7 separate regions of the Mus musculus genome follow, and all the other regions are linked to region 7. The links are chromatin contacts, called in public HiChIP or PLAC-seq, Micro-C and promoter capture Hi-C maps. All regions are on one chromosome and are shown on one strand. The core of a region is the stretch at or near the end of the contact, and the rest is flanking DNA. Distances in the headings are between cores, read along the strand shown.

Region 1 (3,756 bases), core at 262-2,761, 840 kb after region 7:
TGGGGGGGGGGATACCACATCACTCCTGAGCATCTTCTCCCCCAGAAGAGCAGTTCACCCCAAACCCCCACTTCTCAGGCAACCAAGAAGAGAACCTAGGGCCTAGCTAGCACAGAAGGGTCTGTCCCTTTAAGAGGTCTGACAGTGCCCTGCGGGGACTCTGCTCCACAACAAACTAGCTATAAAGTTACTGTTAAAAAGGTATGTACTGTTCCAAGCAGGGAAGGGCATGAAGCCCAAGTACCCAGCTCCTCACCCCAGGAGCCCCAAGCAACTTTCTCTTTGTTTTTGAGGCCATGGTGGGCTACAGGCCACAGCTTCTGGCAAGGAGCAGAAAGGCCTTGCTTATGGAAGCTTTGCAAAACTACCTACAGCTGCTTCTTCGTAGGAGTAACAACAGGGCTTGAGTCTCAGAGGTTACCAAGAGGTCAGGGAGACCTGCACATGGCATGTCTACTGACCTAAGCCAAAGAGCTGAAGACTGGCCTGTGGTGACACACTACAGACCTGTTCCTCGTCAATGCTCACTGATACAAGTCCCAAGCAGAGGCTAGCCCGTGAAGCTTGGCCTGATCGATCTAGACATGGCTATATCGATACTGTGTCCCTCCATCAGCAAGTTCTCTTTCCCACCCTCACTCTGTCACACCTACCTGCTTCCAAAGGAAGGGGTCGCTGCTGTTGAGCTGCCAGGCCAAAATCAAATGCAGAGTAGAGAGGCCCAGGCCGCTGAGTACTGCGGCTCGCATGCGAATGGGAAGAAGAGTGTAGGTGATGTAGACGAAGAACACGGGGCACCAAAGGCCCGCCGAGGGGCTGTGTGGATTGGCTGCCAGGGCACCCCCGACTTGCACGGCTGCTAGGATGCCCAGGACCACATAGCTCACCACCCACATGGAGTCCTGGCGGAAGCTGTGTCGGTTACACACCACCATGAGTACCACAAAAAGGACAGAGGCACAGGTCAGCAGGGCCACGTAAGCAGGCTGAGGCTGGGCAGGCGCAGCGTGGAAAGTCAACAGTACAGCCATGAGCAGCACCAGCACCGCCATGAGCAGCGTGAGGCTGCTCTGGTTCATCTGGAAGAAGTACCGCTGGTACAGCCGCTCCAGCTTGGCAGAGCGGAACTGCTTAGACTGGAACACCTGCACAAGCCGGTGCCAGCAGGACGGACCGCTCCGAGGCGATGTATCCGGTGCCACTTCAGCTGTGCCCATCGGTGTGGTCACCTCAGTGTCGTCAAACCCCAAGGCCACTGACCGCAGCCCCAGCTCCACACCCCTGCCCGGGCCCGCCCTCCTGATGAAGGCTTCATCCTGCCAGGGGCACCGAGTGTGAGCTGCAGGAGTGGGGCTGGGTGGCTCCGCATTCTTGAGGCAGCTCATGTAGCGAGGTGCGCAGAAGCCACTGGCTCGATTCGCGTGGCGTGGGCGCTTCTGCCCATTGCGTTCCCCCCAAGCTGTTTTCCGTTCATCCACTTTGGGAACCAGGAGGCCACTAAACCATGACATGCTGCTGGGAGGAGAGACAGGGAATGGTATTAATACCACTGCGTGGCCACAGCCACCATAGTAGCCTGTGACCTGAGCGCTTCCTACAACTCTGGTCTTCATTCCCACCATCTTCCCCCCCTTCTCCCTCTTGCTCCAGCCCTGCTTGCTTGCTTCTCGTTGTGGATGGTTGTGAGCCACCATGTGGTTGCTGGGACTTGAACCCATGACCTCCGGAAGAGCAGTCAGTGCTCTTAACTGAGGAGCCATCTCACCAGTTCCCATTCCCACCGTCTTGATAAAACTGCCCCAGGAGAGGCAGCTGCACCCCCACTCAAAGGTAAGGAACACAGACACATGGAAAAGACCCAGCAACCATATAAGTAAAGGATCTGAGAGCTAAGTTTTTAAGAGCACTCCCCATACTTCTGAAGGACTCTGGTTCAATTCCTAGCACCCACAAAGCAGATCTTACAACTGTTTATGGCTCCAGCTCCAGGGGCTTTGACTTTCTCATGCAAACATGCATGAAAGCAAAACACCAATGCACATAAAAGCATATTTTAAAAAATTGAGCTGGGTGTGGTGGCACACGCCTTTAATCCCAGCACTCGGGAGGCAGAGGCAGGCAGATTTCTGAGTTCGAGGCCAGCCTGGTCTACAAAGTGAGTTGCAGGGCAGCCAGGGCTACACAGAGAAACCCTGTCTCAGAAAAGAAAACAAAACAAAAACAAACTACACACAAGCCTAATACATCTTGTCAACAGAATATGTTCTGCTGTGAACTGTTGATCGTTGACCTCTACACAAAAGGGATTCTTTCCATATCCTTCCTTCCTTCCTTCCCTCCTTCCCCCCTCTCTCTCTCTCTCTCTCTCTCTCACACACACACACACACACACACACACACTCTTCAGCAAACTAAATTCAATTTCTCCCACAGGTCACAGTTTAAACGTTACTTCCTCACGGAAAATTTCCCAGCCCCACCCCTAAGACTACGTTTGGTCCAGTTTAACCTCTGTTCATCTCCTCCACAGTACTTATTGCCATTATAATTAAATCATTTCTCGTTTAACGTACGCCTCCGTCCCGGGGACTACAAGCTTTGTGCATGTAGAAACTATACCTATTTTTGTCAGCACTTCATCTCCAGAGCTATTGGGGCTAACAGTAGGTGCTCAATAAACGTAGGAGCAAACAATAAGGAGGAAAGGAGGGAGGGGAGTGCGGCTCAGTGGTAGAATGCCTGTTTAGAACACACAAGGCGTTGGGTTCCACACTTAGTATCACAAAGAGCTGGGTGGAGAGCCGACAAGGAGAAAGAACATGAATGCTTTAGAGCAGTCCACATGGAATAACTAATAACCCAGCTAATTCTGACAGTCCAGGTCCCGTGTCTTCCTCATCACACCTGTCACACCAGCCTGTCTGCTGTTCCCCAGTATGCCAGGCTCTGCCCAGGCTGGTACCCTGGTACTTGCTGTTCCCAACTGGAATAGGAGCTCCTTTAGGTCACAGCCCAAGTCCCTTATCAGCTCTGCTCTCTCACAGCCTTTTAAAATAGCAACTCCCTTTCCTGGGGCTCCGTATCTCCCTCCCCAGCTTTATAATTTTTCTCTCTCCCCGCAGCTCTTATCAGCAACTGCCGTTCTATAATTTTCCTTTTTCTTATTTGCTCGTCGGCACTCCTAACAGCCGTGCCAACTTGGGAGAGCCAAAGATTTGGGTGTTTGGTTGTGTCCTGTGGTGCCCGCTGCTCCTCAACGTTTGCTGAGCGGATGGATGGCCGGCCACTAGCTATATTATATTTTCTCTCTGTCGTAAACTTCCAATATCTTTTCACATGCCTAATTTCATGTCTTCTTCACCAAAGGCCCGTGAAGCTTGTCCTACGGCCTCCCAGGGCAGATTTGAAAGAGAAAAACAAAAACAAACAAACAAACAAACAAAAAACGGAGAGCTGACATCCAGAGCAGTTTTCCATGTTTCACCCTGGTCGTAAAGACACCGGACAACTAAATCGGACTAAGATCCTACATTTTCAGAAAGAACACGCCTTGGACTGGGTGGATGACACCATGACAATCACCTTACCACGTCTCCCGGCTGAGCCCAGGTTGAGAGTGTGAAAGCCATTTACGCCAACCATAGACGACGCCACCATCAGAACCAAACTCCTCCATGCTTCAGGGCACCCTGAGGGGGCCCTTGTCCTTACACTGAGCTGGCAGCACTGACATTTGTACTCACTAGGGAACTAGAG
Region 2 (3,540 bases), core at 364-2,863, 800 kb after region 7:
TACCCTACAACTGCAGCTATAGACGACTGTGGGCTGCCATATAGGCCCTGCCTAAACAGTAAGTGCTTGTAACTGCTGAGCCATCTCTCTAGCCCCACAAAAAATAACTTTTTAAGGATATTTACCAGGCCTTCCCTTACTAGGCTCTTGGAACTTTTCTCTCTCTCACCTTCTTAAACTTCAATAATTAAGTTTTCCAGTTCTACTTTCTTTTGGGGGGGGGCGTGGGGGAGGTGAGGAGGTGGGTGGGCAGTGTTCAAGGCAGGGTTTTTCTATGAATCCTTGACTGTCCTAAAACGTGCTGTGTAGACCAGGCTGGCATCAGAAGTAGAGATCTGCTCACCTCCCCATCCTGAGCAATGGGATTCAAGGTACGCACCACCACACCCTGCTTAGTTCTGATTCCTTCAGGAAATATTACATGACCTCTGAAGTATAAAACCTTTGAAACCATTTGATAGTCATCCACTGAAAATAAACCCCTGCCTTCCTTTGTACGGGTACCATTCCAACCTCCCCAAAACGTAAGAGTACTTATTCCCACAGACCTCAGCAACAGTCTGCATAGAAGTGACAATATGATGGCGGCAAGCTTAAACACACATTTAAAAGGTGCCGTAAACACAGACAGAAACTCAGAGAGGTTTGATCGTGCACTGACCAAATGCTTGGGAAACTGGATTTCAATAGGAGACAACTGGCAATAAAGAGAACACCTATACAACATACAACCTTCAGACTTAAAAACACTAGAGACCTAAACTCTGCACTTTTTTTTCTTTCTTGGAGACAGGGTCTTACATGGAAATTCTGGCCTGCTTCTACTTCTCCAAAGCTCAGATCAAAGGCACAGGACACCAGGCCTAGCCCTCAGCATCACTCTTAAATAAATGCTACATAAGTGGAAGTAAAATAAAAAAAAGAAAAAGAAAAAAAATATATATATATATGGACAACGGAAAGAACTTTAAAACTATTAGTTTTGCCACAAGACTGTATTTTCATAAGAAAAACTGGGAGGGGGGAAATCACTAAACTACATTACCTCTAAATTTTGAAACCTAATGAATAAACTATCACTAGTGCCCAAAGAAGCAAGGACTTAATATTCTGAAAACTACTTTAAGCATACCAACTTGTATATCCCCTCCCCCCAAACCTAAGTTGACATCTTTTTTTCCTCTTAAATTCCATGAAACAGCTACTAGAACGTTTGAATATCAAGCGTGGTGGCAGACATTGGGACATTTTGTTTTAAACGAGAATCTGACAGGTTAGCCAGCTAGTGAGAGAAACGGGCTTGGAACCAAAACTGGGGCAGCAATTCCAGACCACCTTCATAAGTCCTTTGCGTACAGAATTTCCCGAAACCCTTTTTATACACTTTGGGGAGGCAGAGTCGATAGCGAAACGTCCTAAACGGAGCCTTAGGTCACAGCAGAAAGAAGACTCTCAAAAGCCACTAAAACAGGGCAGAATCCAGAGGACGGGGGCTGGGAAGGAGCAGCGAAAACACAAAGACAGGAGAGGTACGAGTCGGCAGCCCGGCCGGTGGCACCGGTGAGCGAGCGGGAAATTGACTCCGCCTCACTTCCCTCGCGCGAACAGTGGCTCGGCCAGCGAGCGCCATTGTGGGTTCTCCCAACTTAGACGCCCAGCTCCTGCCACCACCCCACCCGCTTCTGTCCCCACCAGCGTCGCCGGCCCGGACGTCGAAGCATGGCCGGACGCACTCCGAGGCCGATGGCCTAGGCCGAAAGGATACACGTTCAGACGTTGTCCCATGTCCTGGAGGAGATTGGCCGCCTGCTGGCGGTAAGAGAGTTCTTTATCGGAGTCCACGCCAAAGCGACGCGACGGGCTGTTCTCCAGCTGCTCGCGAGTAAAATACCACCGCTTGTTGTTGTTCTTCCTCTCTCCCTCCATAGTGCTTCAACCAAGAGGCAGCGGCGGGGGCTGCGAGCACTTCCCAGCGTCACCGGAGCGGCGACACACATCCGCCGTGCCGAGACTACTGCGACGTGACGAACTTCCTCCAAGGGGCGACCACCGAGGTTGTGACACACTTCCGCCCAGAAAGCCGAAGATTCCAGCGCCGACTTCCGGAATGACCCCTCCGACACCCCGTAGACGAATCCACAGCCAGTCCGCGGCTAAGAACGGACCGGCGGCCGGGACGCAGGATCCGGTCGTGTGACCGCCAGGTGGGCGGGACTATCTGACGTCGTTCTTTAAAGGTCTCGTCTTTCCGCGCGAGAACTGCGGTAAGGGGGCCTCACCGGCGGGCCTCTAGTTAACGCTCGCTGCGCTTGGCTGGGTAGTTTCCGAGGACGTGCGTGATGGAGGCCCCTTTGTAACACCGGGCTTACGGAAAAAGTGGCAGGGGAAATAGGCGAGACTCTCAGAAAACCGAGAAAGGACGAGACAGTGAGTGGCCCTGCCCCGTGCAGAAACGCGAAAGCCACTAAAAGGTTCCTGGGTTCTTAGCTCCGGCATGGAGAACTCCGGCGCGTTTGGAAACCGCTCTCCTATTTTGTAGCAGCCTTTCCTCCCGTTTCACTGCGGCCAATCATCTGGAAGGAATAAAATCAACGCCACTGAGCTTCGTTTGAGTGTTTGGGGGGGGGGGGTAAAGGGGCCTTTTTTTAAAGATTTATTTATCTTCATTTATGTATATGAGTACTCTGTAGTGGTCTTTAGACAACAGAATTGGGCATCGGATCCCATTACAGATGGTTGTGAGACACCATGTGGTTGCTGAGAATTGAACTCAGGACCTCTGGAAGAGTAGTCAGTGCCCCTACCCGCTGAGCCATCTCTCCAGCCCCGGGTAAAGGGGTCTTTTTCTCTCTTTCCTTTCTTATTTTTGTCATCCCTGGAGCTCAGAGGGGCGTCGGGTTTTGCCCGAGTGCTGGGATTAAAGGCTTGCACCACCACCCCGCCACGCTCAAGGACACCACCGATCGTTTATCGTTTAGGTCTGGAGGCCTTTTTTCTTTTGCATTCTTTTCTCTTTGTCAGTGAAGGCGATAAGCTTGCAGGCTCAGATTCCAAACATCCAGTCAGGGAGGGCCCAAGGTTATGCAAGCTCCCCTGCGCGTCAGGTCAGTAGTTCTAGGAAACCCACCCCGTAGGGAAAGGTTATCAAGCGAAGGAGATCAGGAGATAATTTGTGTCCTGCATTGGGGAGGATTATCAGAAGAAGGAGATCAAGAGATAATTTGTGCTCTGGCCTCACTCCCAGGTCCACTTTGTGAGGTTGTAAAAAGCAAGCTGGGGCCGATGTCCGCCTCAGCCTCCTGGCTGCACCAGGGTGTCTCTGTCCCCGGGCCTCGGTCGCTGCCTTGAACTCGGTATTGATGTTCACACAATCCCAAACTCTAGATCTTTTGTTTACCAAGAGCCCACTGTATCCACCCACTAGCAAGGGGATTGGCAATCAATCTTGAAGATTTGGGGTCTATTTTTTTCGCCAGAAGTCCTCTGGGAAATGTGTCTGCATAAATGAGGGTCCCCTCGAGGTGGCTTAGCAGGTAGGAG
Region 3 (3,536 bases), core at 336-2,835, 690 kb after region 7:
AGAGCAGCATGGGGGGGGTCTGCTCTGAAATGGCACGGAACGAGTGTCTGTTGATGAGAAAGATCGCGATGCTTTGAGAACGTTGTTATATTATGGTCTGTATCACAGTCTAGAGATGGAAACAGAAATATGTGTTTGCCACGAGGAAGGGAAAACACAGACTAAAGCTAGAGAAATTGTGGGCTGAAAAAGGAAGTCACCAAGATAGGCTATATTTTTTAAGTAGTCTTTTAGGTGATGTTAAGAAACCCATGGAAGTTTAGATTCGTGAAATTAAAAGGAGGGTATATTTAAAGTGGCAGGAAATGCAAACAATGACAGAAAAAGAAGCAAATCTCTTTACGTCAAAAATAAGCAGAATGGCTAAAAGATTAAAGATGCACACATATCATAGTAAGAAATCCTAGCTTGTCATTGTCACTGTGATACAAGCTAGACGTTGAGATGACAACCAAAGGAAAATTGTGTCATTAATTTATTGCTCTTTTACAAGTTGCCATGCTGGCATTACAGAAATATCCTTGGGTATCAAAATTCTCACAGGAAAAATATGGGTGGGGGGGCTCTGTCTAGGGATAAGAAGTGTCTAGCTATTCTCCCAGGTTCGGATTTTCTTTGAAATCAGCCGAGACAGTGACTGAGGAAGTGAAGTGTGCGGTGTATGAGGTCCCTGGGACTTCCGTACACACCAGCTGCTTTTACATAAAAACTTAATTTATATTTTATGACTTCACTGTCATAAAGATAACTAAAAGTAGTCTCATTATACCCATGGTTCCTTCTCTCTCTTTCTTTCTTTCTTTCTTTCTCTTTTGTTTTTTCTTTTTTCTTTTCTTTTTTTTTTTTTTTTTTTTTTTTTTTTTTTTTTTTTTTTTTAGGTAACTTTTTATTTCATACCTGAGATTAGCCAAAGTGGCCCGGAACTCATAGCGATCCTCCTGCCTTAGCTTCTAAAGTGCTGAGATCTAAGTCTTCACCACCACACCCATCTTCTTCTAATCTTATAGAAATACATTTTCACCTGCCACTGTGAGGTCATGACCCCAGGAACTGTGTGTCCACGGTACTTAATGGAGTTGGCCGTGGTAAGGAGACATTGAATGACTTTGAACAAAAGAGAGACAGAGACAGAAAGAGACAGAGAGGCAGACAGAGAGACAGCAAAACAGAAAGACAGAGTTAGAGAGACAGAGACAGACAGACAAACAGGCAGGCAGGCAGACAGACAGACAGACAGACAGAGGAGAATAGTCTCTGCAAATATGTGCTACACATCTTTAAGTTTCTGAACCGTAAAGAGTGCAGTAGGAGCTAAGTGTCTGAGTAAGCGGAGGGTGCAGAGACACTCTCTTTTCCTGTAAATGCCGGTGAGGAGCAGATAGCAGTCCCTTGAAGCTTGTGAGCACTGTGACCTGAAATCAATGATGAGCTAACAGGATCTGAAACTTCAACAGAGATACAGGTAAGGGCAGCTCTAAGATGCCTGGGCAGAGTCCAGACAAAGCAGAGGGACCCTAAAGGACATGGTCACATGATTAGAGATGTCATCTCTTTCTACTTTATCCCAAGGACGTGCCATCCACAAATGGCCTGGAGCAACCACAGCGTCATCACGGAGTTCGTTCTCACCGGGCTCTCTGACGACCCCCTGATCCAGGCTCTACTTTTCGCGCTGTTCCTGGGGATTTACGTCCTCACCATGACGGGGAACCTGACGATGCTGCTGGTGATCACGGCTGACTCCCACCTCCACACGCCCATGTACTTCTTCCTAAGTAACCTGTCCTTCCTGGATCTCTGCTTCTCATCCGTCACGGTACCGAAGCTGCTGAAGGACCTGCTGTCTGCTAAGAAAACCATCTCTGTAGAGGGCTGCCTGGCTCAGGTCTTCTTCGTGTTCATCACTGCGGGAACCGAAGCCTTTCTTCTGTCAATGATGGCGTACGACCGCTACGCGGCTGTCTGCCACCCGCTACTCTATGGGCAGATGATGAGCAACGAACTCTGTCTGAAGTTGGTTTTGCTCTCATGGGGCCTGGCCTCTCTCAGTTCAGTAGTCATTGTGCTCTTGGCGGTGAACCTGGACTTCTGCGAGGCCTACACCATACACCACTACACGTGTGAGTTACCCTCTCTCTTTCCTTTGTCTTGCTCAGATATCTCCATCAACGTGGACATCTTGATCTGCTCTACCCTGCTGCACGGGCTGGGGACCTTTCTCCCAATCTTCTTTTCTTATGCCCGCATTGTATCCACCGTGCTGAGCATGGAATCCACCACGGGGAGAAGCAAGGCGTTTAACACCTGCTCTTCTCACCTCATAGCCGTGGTCCTGTTTTTCGGGTCCGGCTTGATTCGTTATCTTATGCCCACATCTGGCTCTTCTCTGGACTTGCTCTCTTCCTTGCAGTACAGCGCAGTCACGCCCATGCTAAATCCCCTCATCTACAGCCTGAAGAACCAGGAGGTGAAGGCCGCTGTGAGAAGGACATTAGGGAAGTGCCTGCGATACTTGGAGTGACTGCAAAGGCCCGGAATGGCAGGATGATTCAATGTGGCCAAGCGTTTTTTAGACCACTGACTTAAAGGGAGGCCTATACCGCTCTCCCTGGCTAGGTTAACAATGAAAAAGTATATAAAACTGTGTTTAGATAAGTATTATACAACCTCTCCTTTCTTTGCTTTGTTCTCTAATGTTTCTACAACTTTCTTCCTAAGTTACACAGTGGAGAGTTATAACCCCTAAATTGATACCTTATTTTTAAAATATTTCTATTAATTTTGAGTTCATTCGATGTTTTCTGATCATATTCACCCTTACTCTTTCTTCTCACTTCTTCAACATCCATACCACCACCCCATCCCCAACTTCATGCATTTTTAATTTATTTTTTTAAGAATTTGATATTGAATTTATATCATTTCTATCTCTCCTCTCTCCCTCCAACTCCTCCCATGTCCCCAATCTAAATTTCATGACCTTATGTTCTGTAGTTACTATTAGTGGGGGTGGGGGTGTCCTGGGTTCTGTACAGAAAAGCAGGCTGAGCAAGCCATGAGGAGCAAGTCAGTAAGCAGCACCTCTCCATGGCCTCTGCATCAGCTCCAGCCTCCAAGATCCTGCCCTGTCTGAGATCCTGCCCTGACTTCCTTCAGTAATAGACTGTTACCTGGAAGTATAAGCTGAAATAGGCCCTTTCTCCCCAAGTTTAGTCGTGGTGTTTCATCAGAGCAATAGTAACCCTAACTAGAACAGAAATTGATACCATGCCCACAGGGTATTGCTGTGACAGACCTGACAGTCTTGCTTCAGGGAGGGTTATGCAAGGACTTTAAAACTTTGGGCTAGAAAAGCAATTGAATGTTGAGAGCTCAGTGGGCTGTTTTGTGGGATCTTGGAAAACGATTAAGAGCAGTGCAGAAGACAGACACCCAGCTTCTGGAGTTTCAGAGGGAAGCAAGGACTCTGCAGGGACATTTGTGTAAAGAGTGTATGGTCTGATCATCTGGAGCTGAAGAATCAGCTGTGATTAACA
Region 4 (3,577 bases), core at 577-3,076, 520 kb before region 7:
TATACCCCGGCGTCCTCAAAGCCAGGGTTCTCTATGACCAGACTTCCGTTGTAAAACACACGAAAGTTCCCCATGTCTTTATCTGGCTCCAGCAGCCTGTTATCGGGACCGACCCAGATGAAATCAGTATTTCCATTGCCAGTCTTGCTGTCACAGTGGACGATCGCCCTCTCCCCAACCTGAGCCTCGTGGATAAAGCCAAGTGCGTGGAAGGAGCCGTTGATAACGCTGTAAGAACAGTTCAGAAAGCTCTCCTGGAGCAGCTGCAGCTGGTGGGAGTGCCTGGAGTCAGACCACAGGCGACAGGTATAGTCATTCTTAAAATCCATCACGGAGCTAAAGTGCCTACGGTACCAAAAGATCAGCAACGAGTACAGAGAACAGTCACATACAAATGGGTTCCCGTGAAGGTAGATGCCTCTCAGCTGTCTCCCCGGCACTAAGTTTATATGGTGCATCGGTATGGAAGGGATTCGATTATAGGAAACATCTAAAAATGTCAGATCAGCCAGCTTGAACCTCCCAGTATACAAATCCATAGGGAACTGTGTGAGAAAGTTCCCACTCAGATAGAGTTTCTGCAAGTGGGAAAGCCCCCCGAACGCTGCGGGGTCCAGATAGGAAATGTGGTTGTTGTACAGCAGCAGTACTTCCAGAGCCTTCAGCTCTTGGAATGTGGCACTCTTTACCGACTTCAGCCTATTGGATGATAAGTCCAGACACTTTAAATTTGGGGTTGTGGAGAAACTGCCCGTGGAGATGCTGGTGATGTTGTTGTGGCGAAGAATTAAGGTGCTCAGCTTGACAAACGACACCGGGATCCAGTCGGCATCCAACAGTCCGATTCTGTTATAGCTCAGATCCAGTCTTTTAATCAGTCTGAAAAGGTTCCCGGGCACCTTAGATAGGTTTTTGTTGGTGCAGCTGACAATGTCGGTGGCACAGATGCAAGCAGTGGGGCACATTCCTGAGGCGCTGGGGCTCACCATCACTGCGATCACCAACAGACACAGCAGCTCTCTGCAACCCGGTTTGACAGCTCTAGGCAGGGTGGGCAGTGTGTGGAACCTTAACGACATTATGGTCGCCTCTGAGTCTCTTGCCAGTCGCTTCTCATCAGCTCAGTCTCCCACCAATCTGGTAACAACATTTAAAACGGGAGAAAAGTACAAGTTAACTGCCACTAGTTAACCCGTTAGAGTTATTCCGTAATTGCTTTCATTCCAATTAACTTTTGAAATGGGTTCCATCTCCAACAGGGGTGGCTTTTTAATAAAGAACCTGTTATATGCATTTTTCCTAGATTACTCCAACTCAGTGAGATTTCCAGGTACCTTCTCTCAATGCGACAGTCTCAGCATGAGAAACTCAGGCTTTTTTGTGTGTTTTTGTTTCTAAAGGATGCATTCTGCCTTAACTCCCTCCACCGACACACACAAAAACACACAATCGCATCCCATAAACAATTGAACGGAAATACTTAGCCAGCCGTCGGTCTAGCCGACCACTCACAGCGCTGGGAAGCCGCAGCGGCTCGGAGAGGCCGCCGACGGCGGTGCGCTCGGAAGGTCCGCGCGTCCGCCTGCCGGTTTGCGCCCCGCGCGCTCGCACCTTCCCTCCAGCTCCCGGTGGGCGGCAGCCTCTCAACTTTGGCGAGTTTCGAGGCAGCGGCGCGGGCTCCCCGGCTCTCTCGCTCGGCTGCAGGTACCGCCGGAGCTCGGCCGCGCCGGGAGCGGGGTGGGCGGCGGGGGAAGCCGGCCCGCCGGTGGCGCTCGCAGGCTGCAGGGCCCGGGCTCCCGCGCCCGCCGCCCGCCTTTTATCCCGTGCGCCCGGGGTCGGGAGCGGGCGGGAGGCGGGTCCCCGCGTCCTCGCTCCTCGGGCGCCGCGGCGGGCGGAGCAGGGGAGGGGGGGCGCAGCCAATCGCAGAGGCGGCCCCGTGCGGGCTCCGCGCCGCCTCTCGGCCGGGTGGGACCGCAGCGAGGCCTGCGACTCTGCACCCCCAGGCCCCGCGCCCCTCGCCCCGCGCCCGCGGGGGAGCCGCCCAGCCCGGTAGGGAGCCGCCCAGGGTGCCGGGGTGCCGCGCGCCGGAGCCCGCGGGCGGTGGCCCGCAGGTGGCACCCCACCCCGATCTCGGAGCCTGGCTTTAGGGGCTGGGGCGAGGGGCCTGGCGGGCGCTGTGCACCGGGTGCTTGCTGGGGTCCCCGCCCGGGTTTGGAGGAGGAGGAGGAGGACAGGAGCGAGGGCCGCGGCGCGTTCCCTCGGGCACCACCGGGGCTTTGCGGGGGGAGGGGGTGCGGAGGCGCCGCGGGGACGCCCCCCGGTTCCCTGGGAAAGTTCGAGCCCTTTTCCTAACTCGGAGACGGCGGCCCGAGGCACCGGGCCCAGCTCTAGAAGCAAAGGGGCAGGAAAGAAGGCTTCCGGTTGGAATGCACAGATAAGGGCATTAGCCTTTAAAAAAAATAAACAAAAAAAACAAAAACAAAAAAAATCCAGAGTCGCGCTGGCGGCTTCAGGACTAGGATTAATTCGGTAGGGGTGGCTACGCAGAAGGACTTGTCCCCTAGAGGCCCTACAGCCACCAGGGCTCCAGTAGACTGAGCTAGCATTCTCGGAAGGCACAAGCTGAACAAGGCCATGTGAAAATGAGGGAGAGAGCTTGAAGCTGGTGGGCTTTTCGATTACAAATCCATTCTTGTTTAAAGGCTTAAACGATGGGATTTGACTGAGCCAAGTGATCCATTTGGCCGTTGTGTACGGATTAAAAGAAATAAATTACTGTCCCTAAAAAACCATGCTAGCCACAGTAGAAGGGCTTAGGGAGCCAATGAAAGGTAGACAAAATTGGGGAGACAGTGAGGGCAGAGCACATGAATACAACTTTAAAAACCAAAATGATCCCCCCCCCCCCCCACGGCATCCTTAAATTTATCGGAAAACTTCCTGAGTGAGTTTTTGGCATGGATCTGATGGACCTGTGTGTTGCGTTAATGTGGACTGGTTCCGGGAGAGCTCAGCGATTCAGGGTTTTCAAGGGAGGGCAACTTGGTTCCTGTTAGTTTCACTTTCACTAAAGATTGACTTTTAAAACCACAAGCATCCAGCCTAGTGTGCTCCAGGGGTGCATTCTTCATTTCCCCAGAGAAATAGGTTTAAGATTCCTATCAGACCACACGCACACCCCCAACCCCCGGGCTTCCCCCAAGAAAACCTCGGGTTTAAGGCTCAAAGTCACAAAGCTGAGCGGTCACCTGGAAATGGAGTCAGGTAATCAAAGGAATGTTATTTAAATGACCAGTAAGTGACTGGGTTTTGCAGTCCTAAATGGAAGGAAATTGGGAAGCTGGTTAACCCGTGCTTATCACAAAATGATCTAAAATGGGTGGTTTTTTTTTTTTTTAAGAAGTGGAGAGTGGAAGTTATGCTATACCTGCAGGCAACTCTCAGAAGTATCTTGCCATCACCCCACAGCATAAACCAGCTGTACACAAACTCGCAGGGGGCAGGTCTATATAAGACCAGCTCTCTGGACTCCCATGCATGTCAAAGGCAAGAGAGGCATGAAAGGTGTGTGTTTACT
Region 5 (3,463 bases), core at 245-2,744, 770 kb after region 7:
GGGTTCTGTTTAGCCCTGGCAATTCTGGAATTCAATGCTTTTACTAGGCTGGCCTGAACTCCCAAGTGCCAGGATTAAAGGCCTGCACCACTGCTGCCAGCATCATCACCTCTGAGCATTTGAGTGTTTTGACCTGCCTCCCAAAGAGTGAATATCCTTAATACCTTTTTTACAAACACACGACCTAAAACTCCGCAGATACGACCAACTCTACACATCATGTTCCCCTTTGCACTTTAAAACTGAAGGCAGGGGACAAGCATGTGGCACCAACATTCTCCCACTCCAGTTCCAGGAGACCCAACGCCCTCCCCTCAAGCATGAACGTGGTACACCAACACACATGCAGGCAAACACCCATACACATGAAAGTTCTTTAAAAAACCATAAAGGGTTGCCAAAACTGTTCCAAGCAAGGGCGAGACTGTCTCAAAAGAGGAGCCGGGGGTGGGGGAGTCTGTGACTCTGCAAGCCTAGCTTAACCTTCTGTCTGTCCTTCCGTACCAGGAGGTACTAAAACCGACTCCAGCAAATTGGCCTCTGACCTCCCCACGTGTCCCTAACCACACAAAACAAACTACCAACGGGAAATAAATGCTTCGAAATGTAATAAAAGTCTAACGGTAGGAGGTTTGGGCGTTGAAGCAGGCTCGGTGATACAACCTGTGCTTGGCGTGCATTGAAAAGTAAGAACGACTCTCGGAGCCCGAAGGCACCCATATAACCCACGCCTCTCCACGTACCCATCTTTCTTCTCGGGCTTTGGGGCAGCACTGGGGCACCTTTTTCCATTCTTCGTCGAGACGTAACTACATTGTTTGAAGGGTGCATTCTTGTCTTCAAGAATGTGCTTAATGCAGAACTCCTGCCCCTCCAGCCGCGGCTGAGAGCACGGGCGGTGAGTGAACGAACAGGAAAGGGGCTCCTGCGACCTGGGCACTGGGGTGATCCTCCCCCGATTCGTTGGCAAGACGTGAATCCGAATCCTGTTCATGCCAAAACCTGCGGGGAGGGCGGTCACACGACAGATCGAAACGGCCTTAGCCCGGCCACGAGTCCTGGTTGCGTGCTCCCGCGGCCGCCCTCCAGCCTCCCGTCACCGACCCGCCCGCCGCCCGGGCCCCTACCACGTTGGCCGAATCTCCGCAGCAGCAGACCGGAAGCGCGGCGCCTGTCCCACGCGGCACCACTGCAACGGCGCGGCACGCCCCGCCCCCACGCCCCGGCTCGCCGCCTTTGTCCCTGGCCGCCTCAGCGCTCACAGCCCCGACCCGAGCGCCTTGGCCGTCGTCCTACAAGCGCCATCTTGTCCCACGGCTCCCGGCACCGGAGAACCTGGCTCCCCGAAAGCCTAGCAACCAGAGAGGCTCCAACGCTGCAGGAGACGACGTGCCGCGCTGAGCTGACAGAGAAGGCGAGCAGCGCCTAACAGCAAAGGAGAAGCGCCCGGCACGGCGCCATCTTACCTCCCCCACCGCGCGGCACCGCGCAGCTTGCCCTCTGGCTGCTCCGCCTGCTCGGAACGCGACCCTAGACGCTGATTGGTTGCTGCGCTGAGGGTGCTGTGCTCCTATTGGTCAGAACTAACACTAGCCTGTGGAGGGCGGGACAGTGAGAGACTCCACAACGGGAGTGGCTGAAGTGAAGTGTCTGTCAGAAACTCGGCCGGTGAGTGGGCCGTCGGAAAGGCGGGCCACCGCCAGTCGCCGGATTCGGATATTTTTCCATCTGAAGGGTTCGTCTTCTGGTGGCAGTAGTCTCCAGTCTTCTCGGGCAGCTACTTCTTTACCGTCCCTACACAGCAGAAGAGTAGACATTGGGGTGGCTGGAGAAATGGCACCGACTGCTCTTCTAGAGATCCTGAGTTCAATTCCCAGCAACCACATGGTGGCTCACAACCAACTCTAACGGGATCCGATGCCCTCTTCTGCAGTGTCAGAAGACAGGGACAGTGTACTCATATGAATAAATCTTAAAAAAAAGAAAAGAAAAAAAGTGGACGGTGGCTGACCGTGTTTTCTGTTTACACATGAAAAGGTTTTATTAGTTTTCTATGGTGACCAACCAGTTCATTTAATTTTTTTTTCTTGGTCATTTCATGTAAACACTCGAACTCTTTCTATCTCATGAATCATATATATGTACTAATTAATTTTTGTAGAGCAGCCCTAAGAGGTAGACATTATTTTTTAGGTAGACATTATTTACAGATAAAGTGATGGAAAATCAAAATGACTTCTGGCATAGCGCATGCTTCTCAACGCCCTGCCGAATAGTGTATTATAGAAACAGGCTATTCCGTTTTCACGATTCTTTAAAGATTCCAACCACACCTATAGAAATCCGATGGCTCTCTGCCTTATTCTCTTCTTCTTCTCCCCCCCCCCCCGCCCCCCTTTGGAGACAGGGTTTCTCTGTGCAGCCCTGGCTGGCCTCGAACTCAGAAATCCGCCTGCCTCTGCCTCCCAACTTATTCTCTTAAGAGAGTATCTCCCACTTGGTAGTGGTGGCAGACTCCTTTAACCCCAGCACTGGGGGGGGGGGGGGGGGGGGGAAGAGTAGAAGCAGGCAGATCTCCGAGTTCGAGGCTAACTTGGTTTACAAAGCCAGTTCCAGGACAGCCAGGGCTGCACAGAGAAACCGTGTCTCAAAAACAAAAGATGAAAAAGCCACCAGGTACGGTTACGGTAGGTAGCACACACCAGTAATCTGAACACTGTGGAGAGAGGCAAGGGGGTCTCTGTGGTCAAAGACAGGATCTGGACTTGTCTCACTGAACCTGGAGTGCACCATTTTTAAAAACTTATTTGTGCCCGGCATGGTGGCGCACATGCCTTTAATCCCAGCACTCGGGAGGCAGAGGCAGGCAGATTTCTGAGTTCGAGGCCAGCCTGGTCTACAGAGTGAGTTCCAGGACTCTGAGTAGCCAGGGCTACACAGAGAAACCTTGTCTCAAAAAAACAAGGGAAAAAAAAGAGTTACAGTGGTTTGGTGTCTCTTCACACCAATAAGAATTCAGGTACATGCGTACATGATGTAAACTCTCCCATTTAAAAATAAGAAAAATGTTCACCAGCTACTGTTCCTATTGCTGTGCCTAAGACATGATCTCCTTATACAGCCATCTTGCCTCAAATAGCTACTCTCCTGCCTCAGCTTCTTTTTTTTTTTTTTTCCGAGACAGGGTTTCTCTGTATAGCCCTGGCTGTCCTGGAACTCACTTTGTAGACCAGGCTGGCCTCGAACCCAGAAATCTGCCTGCCTCTACCTCCCAAGTACTGGGATCAAAGGTGTGTGCCACCACGGCCTGGCTCTGCCTCAGCTTCTTTAGTGCTGGGTGGAGGGAAGCTGGAGACAGGTGGATCCTGAAGCCTGCTGGTCAGCCGAGCTAGACTGCCAACTCCAGCAAGTGTGTTGTCAGTCCCAGATCTCTACTCTCTTGAATTTTGTCTGGTTAGGAATC
Region 6 (3,899 bases), core at 889-3,388, 710 kb before region 7:
TAAGAGGTGGACCACAGGAAGGTTTATGGTCATGTGGAAGTGATTCTGTTTTCCATTTCTCCCGTGGCTCCCATCCTATCATGACACATAGTAGTGCCTTTCTGTTCTCGTCCCTCCTGGTTTACTGTCTTTAAATAAAGAGACAAAGAGGAACCTCTTTGGAGGATCTAAGGACACTTTCACGGAGGAGTCACATCAAAAATCCTGCGTGCTTATCAAACATTACGATTTGTGACAGTAACAAAACTATAGTTATGAAGCAGCAATGGAGTAATTTTACGGCTGGGTGTTCACCGAGGCATGAGGTTCGATCTTAAAGGGTCTGAGTATTAGGAAGGCTGATTTATCCTTTCACCGCAACACACATAATGAGAACCAAAACATCAAGCAAGCGCCGGTCTGCCTCACTCCAGCTTTTCTGAGGGCTCCCGATCTCTAAGCACCAGCCCAGAGGCTCAAAAAAACCCTCTAGGCGTGTGGCCACTGCCTAGGAATTCATCCCTAATCATCCTTGCTTAAGTCTCAGGTTCAGCTCGCCCCTCTTCCTCCAACTGGGTCAGCAGTGCTGAAGGAAGCATCACAGGCTCTGGTATACATGGAAGAGTTTTTCTAGCCACCTTTCCCTGTGGCTCGCCACGAGGGTCCGTCCATGGAACTCCAGCCCAATCCCCGCGAGGATCGGTTCACAGGAACCCCAACCCGATCCCCGCGAGGGTCCCTCCACGGGAACCCCAGCCCGATCCCCGCGAGGGTCTCTCCACGGGAACCCCAACCCGATCCCCGCGAGGGTCCCTCCACGGGAACCCCAGCCCGATCCCCGTGAGGGTCCTTCCACGGGAACCCCAGCCCGATCCCCACGAGGGTCCCTCCACGGGAACCCCAGCCCGATCCCCGCGAGGGTCCCTCCACGGGAACCCCAACCCGATCTCCAAGAGGGTCCCTTCACGGGAACCCCAGACCAATCCCCACGAGGGTCCCTCCATGGGAACCCCAGACCGATCCCTCCACGGGAACCTCAGACCGATCCCCACGAGGGTCCGTCCCCAGGAACTGATACCCTGAAGAGCCACCTACGCCTTTTCAGCTGTCTGTCCCTGCTCAGTGCCTCAAGGCAAAAGGAGTTCCTTCTGGTTGACCAAGTTGTCTCCTCCCAACTACTCCACGGTCAGTTTCCCTCTCCTCTGAAGTCCTCCATTCATGCCCGCGACCCCCACCCTACCGCGGGGTTTCGGCGCCTACGAGCTGTTGGGTGTGGCGGATCCCCGATCCCACCATGTGGGAAGCAGTCTCGGCTCTAAATCAAATTCTCACTTTGCTCCAGGCTCTTGGGACTCCTTAGAGTCCCCAAGCCTTAGAGTTCGCACTCCGGGAGCATGCTGATCTGCTCGCCGTAAGGCAATTTAACAACGGGAGCATGCTTACAGTCAGGAAATTCAACTACCAACTATCAAGAGACCAGCGAGTCTATTTTAAACCCTGAACCCGTGTTCCCCCACCACCTCCGGCGGGCGGGGGGTCATAGGCACACTTCCAGCAACTCGGGTAGCACCTAGTGGGCACGATCCCCAAGGGTGAGGAGCCAGATCCTAGGAAGGGTGAGACCCTCTTTATAAGGCAGCTGCTATCGTTCAAGGAGGTCCCACAACAAAAATCTCAGAGCCAATAGACCTCCAGTCGGCAAGCCCACACCAGTCTCTGGAGACGGCCACGCAGGCACAGTTCGAATAGGAGCCTTCAAAAAAAGCCCCTCAAGCTATCCCCTCCGCCTGCCCTGGTTTACTTCACTTCTAGTCACTGAAATAACCCAGTTAGCCTGTAGTTCTAAGGTACAACCAACAAATTTTGACCCTACACAGTTCCGAGACCTGAATGCCCCACGTGCGCTTGTCCCCACGCGCGCGCGGGGGCACACACATACACGCGCGCACACACGCGCAAACATACACACACACACACACACACACACAAGTTAGGATCTAGCCCTAAAATTCCACGCTGAGTCGTTTTTTAAGAGAAAATATACCACATTTAACTCACCCGCCTTTCTGTCTACCCTCTTCGGGTTGGAATCCAATGGATGTGGCGGCAAGGGTTAGACCGGGAGACCCTTCCGTCTTCTCTATTGGCTTCCCAAAGAGTGGAAATTTCCATCCTGTGATAGGGGGCAGCATCTCGATCTCCTTTCTTGAGGACCCTCCCTTCCAGCCTAGCCACCAATAGCAGTGCAGGAACCTGATCTGTCAACAGAAACATCTTTCCAGGTGGAGTCTAGCTGTCCAGCTGTCCTTTTAGAGGGAAGCCTGGAGCCCAGAGAGCAATGGAGGCCCCTCCACCCGCCCTGGGTCTTGTTACCAAAGAGTTTGGTGTGAGTTCATTTTCGACTGTGAAGTTTCTTTATTTGGGGGGATTTTCCTGTGTGCAGGATATATCTACATCGTTAAGTAGGTAAAAGTAGTCAGTGTAGAGTATTCGACAAACAACTTTTTCACGGACTACACAGCTTACTGTCACCACATAACACAAAGCAAACAAATAGAATATGGTGGTCACAGTAAAAATCTCTATGCAATACAAGGGCAACCTTGCCGTCACCCACTTGTGAACCTTTCCTGTAATTCTCTTATGGGGTCCTAGTTTAAATATGATTCTGAGTACAAAGGAAGCTATAATAAACTACATTTTCTGCTCGCTAGGAGGGTCTTAAGGAAAAATATGTATATGGAACCATTTTCTGATAAAACCATTTTCTGACACTAAGCATAGTTCCCGCTTCAAAGAAGGTCCGTGTTTATTTAATAAAAGTTGCCATTCTTTTTTGGCAGAAGGGGTTCACTGGTGGAGAAGTGGCCTCTGAAGATTTAACAGACCCACCAGGGACACAGACAGGGCTTTTGGAACTCTCACGCGCCCAACGTAAATTATGAAGAGCTGCCGGTCTAACTGTCTGTCTTCAGGAAGGACACTTAGCTCTTCCCATTTCATAGCTCCTGTATTAGAACAGTACTAGAACATGGCGGCACTTCAGAAAGAAAACAATGTAACAACAGAAACATCTGCATGCTAATAAGGAACACTCAAAACGTTCCATCAGTGATAGATCTCTCTATGTCTCTTGTCTCTATGTGTGTCTCTGTCTCTGTCTTTCTCTCTTCTCTCTCTCTCTCTCTCTCTCTCTCTCACACACACACACACACACACACACACACACACACACACACACACACCTCAGATTATACAAAACAGTTCAACAGAAGGGTAGCAACAGAAGAATATATAACTTCTACCACAGCATGATTTTGTACCACCCCCCCCCCAAAAGCACAATATATATAAGAAATATTTAGTTTCACGAGAGTAGGTTAGCAATCCTGGTCAAATATGATATATACACCCTTTTGGTTTCTCCTGGCAAGAAGTTCAATTTTGTGGAGTTAGAATATAACAGAATAATTTTAAAGTCCCCTTCAGCTTGTTGAAATTGGGTTTTATTTATACTGTGCTATCTCACCATTGCCTCTTTAATAACACGTAAGGAGTGTATGTAGTAAGCTACTAGCAGGTCATAATGGCTGGACCACAATAAAAGGATTTGAGGCAGGAGAAAGATTTCTATCTCTCAGGGCCTGACCTGAGACACAGGAGAAGCCAAGGCAAGCCCATAAACAGAATATCAGTGGGGAAAAAACATGGCTGAAAGCAAATAGTTCCTTCATGCCAGCAGCTCATGCCCGAGAGATGTATAACTGCCCAACTTTTCAAAACCAGGAATCCTAGCATCCATCTTTCCTTTCTTGTCCTTTTTAATTTTTTAAAAAGTATTTATTTTACGTGTATGGGAATTCTGCCTGCACATACACCTAACATGGGCGTGTCTGGTGCTCTCAAGCTAGAAGGTAGTG
Region 7 (3,558 bases), core at 61-2,560:
CCAGTTCAATTGTTCACAAAAGGAGACCGTTGCCACGGTGATGTGTCAGGAACAGTAACCAAGCTAATTTCACCCCCATTTGACCTAGCCCCACATCTCCCACTGCCTCACAGAAAGAACTCAAACATGTAAGCCCATGCCTGGCACATGGAAGTGATGGATAAATGATAAAACCCTTTCCTGCTCACCCACCGGTGGCTGAATGGGGCAGCGCAGCATGCCATACACACGGGGCATACAGGCATACAGGCTCATTGTGTGACCAGCAAAACACACACTGCCACCAAACTTCAATGCCTTCTCTTCACCCAGATGAATTTGCTCTGGAGAAAGCTGCCTGGCCCACCAGCACTACAATCCCGACTCTTCCAGCCCTGACCCAGCCTGGCAGATGGCCGGTACTCACCCAGCGGAGTCCCTGGATGCAGCTGGGGCGCCGGTGCTCGAACACTAGCTGGTAAGAGCAGCAGCGGGGACGGTGCATTCTCTTCAACACCATATTGAGCAGCGTGCCCTCCGGAACCACGTCCGGGAGACCTCCCACCTGCGGTGCCCCCACAGCTGGACTCTCCACCACAGCTGGGCCCACCTGCCAGTGGTTCTCACCTGGCCAGCTGACCTGTGATGTGGGGAGGAAAGAGGACAGCCATCGGCCGGAGGAGCTGGACCTCCCCACTACCACCCCTGGCTTAGCGTCCTCTGGACTTGGACTGGTCATGCGGAGGTGCGGCAACCCTGCCAGGAGCCGGGGGAGGGACAGGAAGACCTGCCCCGGGTCCTGCTGGCTTGGCGCACCTAGGGGTCTCCACTCAACTCACAACGATGGGGCTCTTCTCAGTTCTGGCTGGAATTCGGCCCCACCTCACTACCCATGTCCTGAAGGCATGTCCACCTTTGTACACACACTAGATCCCCAGAAGCAGCTTTTCCTCAAATTCTCCTCCCCGCCACTCTCTCCCACCCAAACTCCCCCACGTGTCGGCTTCCTCTCCCGCCCTTTCCAGCAGCTTTCTTTGGCCCTGACTCCGGCCCACCTTACCTTCATGTTTCTTCTCCAGCTCACACCGCGGTGCTCGCCCTAGCAAGAGGCTGCAGGATCCCTGGAGCGGTATGAGTGTGAGTCCCGAGATGCAGCGAAGGGCCAGCCCCTAGTCAGACAGGTTGCCTGGAGCAGCAAGATGCAGGGCTAGGCAGATAGGGTTTGTCCTGGGTGAATAGAGGGCTGGGGGTGTGGGGCAGCCCCCACCCCTTCCCAAAGGCTAAGAACTCCAAGCCTCCGCCTCCGTCCCAGATGTAAGAGCCAGCTGGCACAGGGCGTTCAAGCGAAGCTGCAGCTGGCACTGGTCCGGGCGGGAGCTGTCACACCCCCTGCGCTGCCCGCCCCTTCCCCTCCCCGGACAGGCCGAGGGGGCGGGGAGCAGGCACGAGCTTTACGGTAGGGGTGGGCATAGGGGAAGGGGCAGAACCAACAGCTGATGGAGTCCCTACCCGAGACTACGTCAGTGGGTTCAAGCTCCTGTCCCGAAGCCTCAGCGGGTAGGAAGTGCCTTAGGGTATCTGCCCCTGCAGCTGCCCGGGTGCCGGGTTAGGGGCGGTGATGGCTGCACCCGCCGCCACGTGGCCAAGAGGAGAAATGCAAACAAGGAAACTAGGGAAGGGGGAGGGAGTGAGTCATGGCGGCCCCACCCGGGAGGGAAATCCGGGCTGGGGCCGCTTCCTGGCCTGGGGCGTCCGGCCTCCCGTTTGGGTTCAGGGTTTCCAGCAGCCCGGGGCTGGAACTGGGCAGCCTTCCCGTGGGGGAATCTCGTTGCCTGGCTTCCCACCTTTGCCCTCCCAAACGCATACACTGGCGCGGGTGGGGAAATTGAGGCTGGCGGGGAGGGACTGCATTCCAGATGGAGAGAGAGACAAGTGGTTGGATTTACTGTGCCGGGACTCGGATTTGTTGCAGAGTTTCAAAGACAGCCTGGGCTTTGGGGCCATGCCCCGCCCCCCAAATGCTCCCCTATGCCCGGCTAGGTGGTGAAGGCAGAGCACACCTCCTCCCTGGGCCTCTTTGCCCCTTCCGCACAGATGGCCGGCACTTCGCACTTCGTCTCACTCGCTCCTGCTTCCTAGTGGACAGACTGTGACCAGGGACGGTGATTTCCGTGGCGCCCGGTGATTGCTCAGGACATTGATGAGGGTCTAGAAGAAGGCACAGGTTCCACCCCAGCGTTTTAAAGCTTTCTAGCCTCCTCTCTTCTTTCCCACTGCCATTAAGCCAGGAAGCGGGAGAGAGGGCTAAATCCAGCATAGCTAAGCCCATTTCCACCCAGAACTGAGAACTTTAACCATCATTTAAAAACTGAATTTAAATGTGTGTGTGTCTCAACAGTTTTTCTCTCCCCAAGGGCACGACTGGTTTAACTCCTCAAATTCTGGTTCCATCCTATTGGCATGAAATGGAAAGTCTGAGCTTTGAATGAACATTTTGAACAAACAGGTCGTCTGTAGTGCCCACCCTTTGAGGCACACTAGTGAAGATTTCTCTGCCCCTGTGAGGAAAGAGGGAAACCTAGAAAGAAGTCTGCCTTACAATTCGAAGAATAGCTCGTATACTTGGCTTAAAAGGAGAGGAGATGGGTGGGTAGTGTCTCGCATGTGCAGTTGTAGGTGAAATGGTGGCCGCAGTCAGGATGCTGGATCTGCCCTAGTAGGTCTTGCAAAAGAGTTTTCTGAAACTAACTGTGGAGTAGGAAGGGGGTGTTTCCTATTCCTGCTGCCCCACTTAGGTCAGGGGAGAAAGATGCTAAGAGATGCAGCAGGACCTGTGACTACTTCTTTTAATGCCTTTTGGGGGGGGGTGGTTTTTTTTGTTTGTTTGTTTTTTGTTTTTTGAGACAGGGTTTCTCTGTATAGTCTTGGCTGTCCTGGAACTCACTTTGAAGACCAGGCTGGCCTCGAACTCAGAAATCCGCCTGTCTCTGCCTCCCAAGTGCTGGGATTAAAGGCGTGTGTCACCACCGCCCGGCAATGATGGTTTTTTTAATGATGGTTCTTAAACACTTTAACCTGCCTTTAGCCCATCAGCCACCAGAGGTAGTGGGAAAGAAAGGATATGGGGGAAGTTGGAAATGGGCAGTTCAGTTCAGCAGGCAGCAGCGGCAACTCATTCACTCACAAACACTTCATGGATACACCAGCAGTCCAGTTCTGTAGAGTCAGGCTAGCATCGGGAACACCAGGAAAAGTTCTCAGCTGTGTCTCCCTCAGGGAAGGGAAGATCCGAGAGACCCACAAGCGTTGCACAGCTAGCCGTACCAGCAAGCCAAGCTCTGTCTCCGTCATTCCATGGAGTCCTATTTATACCCTTCAAACGCCCCATGTCCTCCACGTGCCTTGCCTCACACGGGTTTTGCCTCAGCATGTGCATCCGATCACCCCAAGTCTGCAGGAAGCAGCAAGAAACCGCAGTATATCTCCAGAAGGTTTTTGGTGCATTTGATGCGTTTGTTAGAGTCCCCGACAAATGCAGCTCAACTGCACATACGTGGTGGACCAATACATGTGTGTCAT

The links. Promoter capture Hi-C pulls out the DNA fragments that hold promoters and counts their contacts. A called contact is a pair of places that touch in the nucleus more often than the background predicts. HiChIP or PLAC-seq counts read pairs in DNA pulled down with a chosen protein or histone mark. Capture Hi-C pulls out chosen DNA fragments and counts their contacts.
Region 1: a promoter capture Hi-C map of embryonic stem cells shows a contact between it and region 7, with 4 times the contacts expected there. The contact joins the promoter of Adcy6 here to the promoter of Rapgef3 in region 7. A contact is called at or near these places in 8 of 39 promoter capture datasets (the 3T3-L1 cell line, 3T3-L1-derived adipocytes, embryonic stem cells and 4 more), 1 of 115 datasets of contacts at active chromatin or transcription factors (pancreatic cancer cells) and 1 of 9 other capture datasets (liver).
Region 2: a FOXA1 HiChIP or PLAC-seq map of pancreatic cancer cells shows a contact between it and region 7. The contact joins the promoter of 9330020H09Rik here to the promoter of Rapgef3 in region 7. A contact is called at or near these places in 1 of 39 promoter capture datasets (cranial neural crest) and 2 of 115 datasets of contacts at active chromatin or transcription factors (astrocytes and pancreatic cancer cells).
Region 3: a contact with region 7 is called in a promoter capture Hi-C map of stem cell-derived epiblast-like cells, with 5 times the contacts expected there. The contact joins the promoter of Olfr281 here to the promoter of Rapgef3 in region 7. A contact is called at or near these places in 4 of 39 promoter capture datasets (embryonic stem cells, hippocampal neurons, liver and 1 more) and 1 of 9 other capture datasets (adipose tissue).
Region 4: a contact with region 7 is called in a promoter capture Hi-C map of stem cell-derived epiblast-like cells, with 7 times the contacts expected there. The contact joins the promoter of Amigo2 here to the promoter of Rapgef3 in region 7. A contact is called at or near these places in 14 of 39 promoter capture datasets (the 3T3-L1 cell line, the C10 cell line, the HPC-7 cell line and 8 more), 4 of 484 Hi-C or Micro-C datasets (embryonic stem cells and pro-B cells), 5 of 115 datasets of contacts at active chromatin or transcription factors (T-cell acute lymphoblastic leukemia, embryonic stem cells, forebrain and 1 more) and 3 of 9 other capture datasets (adipose tissue, embryonic stem cells and liver).
Region 5: a promoter capture Hi-C map of adipose tissue shows a contact between it and region 7. The contact joins the promoter of Kansl2 here to the promoter of Rapgef3 in region 7. A contact is called at or near these places in 2 of 39 promoter capture datasets (the 3T3-L1 cell line and pre-B cells), 2 of 115 datasets of contacts at active chromatin or transcription factors (epiblast stem cells and pancreatic cancer cells) and 1 of 9 other capture datasets (adipose tissue).
Region 6: a Micro-C map of embryonic stem cells shows a contact between it and region 7, with 2.2 times the contacts expected there. The contact joins the promoter of Slc38a4 here to the promoter of Rapgef3 in region 7. A contact is called at or near these places in 1 of 39 promoter capture datasets (the 3T3-L1 cell line), 1 of 484 Hi-C or Micro-C datasets (embryonic stem cells) and 1 of 115 datasets of contacts at active chromatin or transcription factors (embryonic stem cells).

What each region holds. Positions count from the first base shown.
Region 1 is chr15:98,603,221-98,606,976 of GRCm38.p6, forward strand. Adcy6 (adenylate cyclase 6) reads right to left here and starts at 1,512. Exons shown (of 21, transcript NM_001368413.1): 1 at 654-1,512. The coding sequence starts at 1,511.
Region 2 is chr15:98,565,711-98,569,250 of GRCm38.p6, forward strand. 9330020H09Rik (RIKEN cDNA 9330020H09 gene) reads left to right here and starts at 1,614. Exons shown (of 2, transcript NR_028442.1): 1 at 1,614-1,815; 2 at 1,929-3,540. It overlaps Ccnt1 (cyclin T1), which reads right to left and starts at 2,026. Exons shown (of 9, transcript NM_009833.2): 1 at 1,766-2,026. The coding sequence starts at 1,926.
Region 3 is chr15:98,454,727-98,458,262 of GRCm38.p6, forward strand. Olfr281 (olfactory receptor 281) reads left to right here and starts at 1,586. Exons shown (of 1, transcript NM_146280.1): 1 at 1,586-2,521. The coding sequence starts at 1,586. The coding sequence ends at 2,521.
Region 4 is chr15:97,245,461-97,249,037 of GRCm38.p6, forward strand. It overlaps Amigo2 (adhesion molecule with Ig like domain 2), which reads right to left and starts at 1,827. Exons shown (of 2, transcript NM_001164602.1): 1 at 1,513-1,827; 2 at 1-1,137. The coding sequence starts at 1,079. Pced1b (PC-esterase domain containing 1B) reads left to right here and starts at 1,647. Exons shown (of 6, transcript NM_172293.4): 1 at 1,647-1,704.
Region 5 is chr15:98,532,775-98,536,237 of GRCm38.p6, forward strand. Kansl2 (KAT8 regulatory NSL complex subunit 2) reads right to left here and starts at 1,495. Exons shown (of 10, transcript NM_133714.5): 1 at 1,128-1,495; 2 at 744-1,002. The coding sequence starts at 994.
Region 6 is chr15:97,053,818-97,057,716 of GRCm38.p6, forward strand. It overlaps Slc38a4 (solute carrier family 38, member 4), which reads right to left and starts at 2,139. Exons shown (of 16, transcript NM_027052.3): 1 at 2,038-2,139. The region is part of intron 1 of Gm32840 (a long non-coding RNA gene); the gene reads left to right.
Region 7 is chr15:97,766,356-97,769,913 of GRCm38.p6, forward strand. It overlaps Rapgef3 (Rap guanine nucleotide exchange factor (GEF) 3), which reads right to left and starts at 1,311. Exons shown (of 28, transcript NM_001177810.1): 1 at 1,040-1,311; 2 at 407-619. The coding sequence starts at 1,045. It overlaps Rapgef3os2 (a long non-coding RNA gene), which reads left to right. Exons shown (of 3, transcript XR_384421.2): 2 at 313-1,536; 3 at 2,020-2,482.